Regions from separate parts of the Columba livia genome. Here region 1 is linked to region 2. Evidence: chromatin contacts called from public Hi-C data. All regions are on one chromosome and are shown on one strand. Each heading gives the region's core, a stretch centred on a gene start, on an enhancer-like site or on the middle of the called end of the contact. The rest is flanking DNA. Distances are from core to core; before and after follow the strand shown. Region 1 holds the start of WDFY2 (WD repeat and FYVE domain containing 2). Region 2 overlaps WDFY2 (WD repeat and FYVE domain containing 2).

Evidence for each region. A called contact is a pair of places that touch in the nucleus more often than the background predicts.
Region 1: a contact with region 2 is called in a Hi-C map of crop, with 4 times the contacts expected there. The contact joins the promoter of WDFY2 here to the enhancer-like site in region 2. A contact is called at or near these places in 2 of 2 Hi-C or Micro-C datasets (crop and liver).

Annotation. Positions count from the first base shown.
Region 1 is chr1:29,904,076-29,906,775 of bColLiv1.pat.W.v2, reverse strand. WDFY2 (WD repeat and FYVE domain containing 2) reads left to right here and starts at 1,417. Exons shown (of 12, transcript XM_065052969.1): 1 at 1,417-1,703. The coding sequence starts at 1,567.
Region 2 is chr1:29,849,669-29,852,368 of bColLiv1.pat.W.v2, reverse strand. It overlaps WDFY2 (WD repeat and FYVE domain containing 2), which reads left to right. Exons shown (of 12, transcript XM_065052969.1): 5 at 1,308-1,458. Among named protein-coding and RNA genes, the nearest start is that of DHRS12, 48 kb to the right of the region's middle. Within about 2 kb of position 1,363, at least 1 of the 3 cell types and tissues checked has an H3K27ac peak away from gene starts, as active enhancers do.

The sequences.
Region 1 (2,700 bases), core at 168-2,667, 54 kb before region 2:
ATTCTTTTCCTGTAAGCCATTATGCAGCCTTTCGAGTGTTGCTGACCAGACCTTTCCATCCACAGTACACTTCTGAATCTCCAAAGTTTAGTCAAGTGAAGCTTGTATGTCTTGCTGTGGTCCTGCAGATACTGCTTGGTTATTTAGCATAACACAGATTACTAAACATTATGAAAGTTTAGTTTCTGCCCCAAATAATTTCCTATATCTTTCTTCTGTTGCCTCTGTTATACTACATAGGCAACGTAAGTGCCAAGCAGGCCATCAGGATTTGTTCTGTTGCTGTGTGTTACCCCCAGAGAAAAAGTGAACTCTTGATCTTTGAGTTTTTTGTACCTGAACTCTTCCAAAGTTTCCTCAGTTTTCTGCTGATGGGCAGGAGCTCTGATTTTTTTCACAGAGAACTGCTGTGGATAAAATTAAAGTTACAGCTGAAATAATGCTTTCCTGTCAGCTGACAGTTTCTCCAACGTAGGACAACAGCTCAGACATTGAGCATGGTTTTCCAGAATCTTTTGAGAGAGATCATGAAAGTTTGGCACACGCCTCCGGAAGAAGCGCTTTCTCACTGGCTTTAGCACAGAGCTTTGGGCAAGTTATCTGGTCTTCTTGGACCTCAACAAATCCGCCAGGAAAAGTGAGCGAAAAGTGAGCGAAAAGTAGCTTCTTGTTGGATGTGAGCTGCTGGAAGCCTGTTGCATTTATTTCCCTTAGGAATAAACTCCCTGATGGTGGATTTCTGCCGCTGGGCCACAAACCCGCTGCCATGCCCTGCCGGCCGCAAGGCTCGTGCTCGCCGCTACCTCTGCCCGGGCTGCCCCCGCCTTTTATTTCACCAATTTTCAACCCTGAATACCAAAAGTCACGTAGAAATTGTTCAATTACGTAAACGTTGTGTGATGCAGACAACAACACATGAAGTTTAACACGAGGTCCTGCTGCTTAATGCAGCAGCAGAAATCCCCTTTTAACATCACCTGCTGACCTTCAGCGCCAAGGTAAACCCAGATAGGAAAAAGTAATGTAAACAGAGGGAAGCGATCGCCCCGTTTAATCTTTACCCCCGCCTCTTTATTTCGCAGAAGGGTTCACGGCGATGTCACCACGGCACGGACAGCGCAACAGCCCACCCGTGCCAACAGAGGAGCACCGGCCACCCCTCAGAGCCGGGATGCGTTTACCCGGCTGCCCCCTGAGGCGTGCCCCCGCTCGGCCCGGACAGCCCGCGCCCCTGGGAAGGCAGCCATGGGAGGAGATGCGTGTTTAAACCACTGTCCGCCCAAAGGTTTCCCTCCGCAAAGGCGCGGCGCAGCACCCCAACACTTCGAGATGGCGGCGGGCGGCCGCCATTTTCCCCTACTCAGACCGCCCCGCCCCGCCCGGCCCGGCACAGCCCGGCTCGGGGGCGGTGCCGCCGCCGCCGCCGCGTTGGTTCCTGCGCCCCAGGGAGCCGGCGGCGAAGCCGGCTCCGGCAAGTCCCTCCTCCGCCTCGGCAGTGCGGGCCGCCTCCTCCGGCCGCAGCCTCCTCCGGCCGCAGCGGCGGTGCCCGCCGGCCCCGTGGCGCCCATGGCGGCGGAGCCTCAGCCCAAGGCGCTGACACGCAAGCCCCTCCTGCTCAACAAAGTGGAGGGCTCGCAGGAGGTGGTGAACATGGCAGCGATAGTACCCAAGGAGGACGGGGTCATCAGCGTCTCCGAGGACAGGTACCGGGGAGGGGATGTCCACAGGTCCTGCGGGGCCGTGGCCTGTCGCGTCCCCCATCACTTGCCGGTGATGGTTGCGGACCAGGGTCCTGGTCCATCACTGCTAGCATCACCGACGAGTGCTGGTGGGACGTGACAGGTCCTGCGATGGTGGTTTATCTCCATCACTGGCGAGTGATGCTGGTGACACACCGTCACTGATGTGACTGTGGACTCCACCAGCGGTGTCCGGGCAAGCGCCGGGGCCGTGGTGGTCCAGCATGGGGACACGGCTTTAGGCAGCCACACCTGGTCCTGCTGGGGAAGGAGTGTGGGGCAGGGGGTCTCCAGCTTGTTGTCCATGTCCTCCTCCACCGCCGTGTTGGTCAGGGCAATGAGTGGGCTGCTGTGCTGCGGAAACTTGCAGGACTTGAGTGACTTTTCTTCATGTGGGTAAAATGGGGCTTGAGATCGCTTTCATCACCAGGATTTCTGGGGAGGCTGTGGAGATTTTTGACCTTGCCTAGAGATTGCGGTGGCATTGGCTAAAACAGTAGTTTTGGTTCCGGTTTCCCCTCTCCAAACGTTTCTTGGTAATTGTTTAAAAATACCGTGTATCAGTGATAAGATCTTGGAGTTAAATCCCGTGTTGTAAAGCTGCCAAAGAGGAGAATGTTTTCTGGCCATTTAGTGGTTTAGTGCGGGGTCTGAGGCTGCCCAGAGGCAGCTTTGGCTCTTCTGAAAGAGCTCAAACTTAATTCAGCCCTGCAGCTGGAGCTTCAAAACTCCATCCTGAAGGTGTGTGGTGGAGAATATTAACTCTATCCCAGCCGAAACCAGGACAAGGTGCCCGCCTTTAAATTAAGAGCACATTTTGCTTCTGCCATACCTTAATAATTATTTCAAGTACGGTTTCTTTGCAACTCTGGTGCATAGTGTGTAACTTGTGACCCTAGCTTGAAAGACAAATGTTGACCAGTGTGTGATGATGTTTTGATTCTCAAGGGGGTTTTTGGTG
Region 2 (2,700 bases), core at 114-2,613:
TTAAAAGCGCATGGAAACAAGAGCTGATGTCTAAGCTCTTCTGTGGGCAAGGGTGAAAGCATCTGGTCACAGTTCAAGTCTGATGCTGTAAACTAGTCCAGCTGCCAGTCACAGTTATGGAAATTTGCGTCAATGCATCTATTGACTATTCTCCTCGGGGAATCTGGGTGCAAAAGGCAGCATGGATCAGGGGCAGATGTTGGCCTGTGCAAGTCTCCTGTTCTTTGCTACAGCTGCTTTCTCCTCATAGGGTTTGAACATGGCTCTCATCTGTGATGTATATTTGTATAGGACAGGCAGCAATCTTCCCATACTGTTCTGAAGGAATTTATCTGCATTTCAAACAGAGGTTTCAGGGTGGTTTTTAAGCTTCCAAAGATATTTAATCTTTCCAATGTGTCAGCTTTTACACAAACAAATACAAGCAGCCTGCTTTGTGTGACACGTGTTGCCTGGTCTCTGAACAGTAATAAACCAGTAGGGCTGTGGATTGAAAATTATGGCATTCGCCATGAAGTTACAGCTGGGAATAATTGTGCATGTCTTTCCAGCCACTTGTTTTATTAAAAAGTCATCTCAATCAGGACTTCATGACCAAGCCCACTGGTCATACAAAACATACAAAACATACAAAACAAAACGCCTGTACAAACCTGGGTTCTCTTGCTTTAATGAAAAGCTCTTGATGGCTTTATTTAGGTAGCAGTAGAAATTTATTCCTTCAGCTGTTTTATTCATCTTCCCTAGCTGTGATCTTTTTAATTTTTATTTATTTGATTTTTTTCTAATTTCCCTTTTAGCTGGTTTACATGCAATGCTAAAACATCCCTTTGGTGCAGGGTTGTGCCTGTTCTGAGCATCATTCTGCTGGGGTACCACAATCCACCACCCAGATCCACACCAGACCTCGTGGCAGGAGGAGCAGCAGCATAGGCATCTCCACTACTGTCATAAAACCAATTCAAAAGATGTTTAAGTAGAGCCCCAAGTGTTTTGCACAATGGCAGCTTTGTTAGTGATGATACAATGATGGAAGGAAGACTTGTGCTACTGTAGAAGATAAGTGGCTGCAATAGGCATGGAAGGAATTAAGTCTTTCTTCTGCCCTTTCTCATGCAAGCGCTGAACATGCAGAGCAGGGACTTTACAACTTGCATGGTAGCTTGTGTCAACGGGATTATTAAATACCAGCTTCTTCTGTAGGGAGGGGGAGCAGAGGAGCTGCGTGCATTTGGTATTTGCAGTGGTCTTCTGCGTCCATGTTCTTCTCCACAATGCGATTTTATGTCTCTCTGCTTAATTTTCAGCTCATCAAAGCAGGGTCATGATGGTTCTGTTTGTCCTGGAGATGGAGTGGCTGCTGAGCACTGGGCAAGACAAGCACTTCACGTGGCACTGTTCAGAGAGCGGCCAGCGGCTGGGAGGTTACCGCACCAGCGCCGGGGCCTGCGGCCTGCAGTATCCTCTGACGAGCTCTGGGTTTTGCTTCTGTTTTTTGGCACTTAATGAGCCTTTTTGGTGTATTTTTCTATTTGTCTTCCAGATTTTGTTTCCTGTATAGGTACAGTGCTTTGTGAGAGAAACAGTGATTTAAAGCCAATTTTAAAAACTGTCTGTTCTCCTTGCTTTGTATCCTTAACGCATGGTGGCATATTTAGGTCTAACCATTTTTGAGCAAAACAAAGGGCAATCTGCAACCTATTGTGGTCTGCTTTTGTAATAAATATGGACAGAGCCTTCATTTAAACATGCAGCACATGCTTTTTTCTAAGAATTAACGGTAGCAAAGTAGGTCAGTGATCAGGTCAGCGTGCCTTTGTGTATGCATGGTAAAAATTAAATTACTTTAATATAAAATAATGAGCGCTTGTCCTTCACTCTGGAACAACGCACTATATATTGGGAATTTGGGTTAACTAACGAGTAAATGGCTCCAGAAATGGCACTCAAGTGGCTTATTCACCTAGAGCTGCCCCAGCTGCCTGGCAATAAAAGAAATATTAATTCAGCTTTATTGCAAATGAAAAGGGAAGTGGAAAAGTATGAGCTCTTAGGCTGAAACCAGGGGTTAGCATAAACAGACTTTTTAGTGCCCCTTAGCATATGTGGTATAGATGATGGGTGTTTTGCTAGTTCATGGGAAGTGACCCAGAATTACTGTCTGAACATGGACTTGCTTTATATTGTCTGGTCATTCAGCCAATTTAAAAAGCATTAAGACTAAACTTATATTTTAATTAAGTGATAAATAATTTTGAAAGTGTGATGCAGTAATTTGACCTCTATTTCTTAAAACTCTCTAGAGAACAGACCATTTTGAGTGATTCAAAATTTTGGAGGGCACTTTAATTTGGGTCATCAGATCATACTGTTGGAGGGCAGGGGAATGGAGAATCACTGACAAATATTGCACATATCTTGGCAGAACCAGGAACGTGTTTTGTTTCCCTCAATGTTCTGTATGCATAAAATCAGTGCTAAGCAGTTGTACCTTAAATATCCAGTATGGACTCTGAATGTGGAATTAAATTGGATGAAGAGGTCAGAATCTGTCCGGATAGGTGGTTCCAGAATGGGTCCAAATTTCATTCAGGTTAGGGTATGTTGGGTGATGTACCTGACATAGCTGACACTTCCCCAAATACAACATAAATGAATACCCTGTCATCGTATTTGTAAACTTAACTATAATGAAGAAAC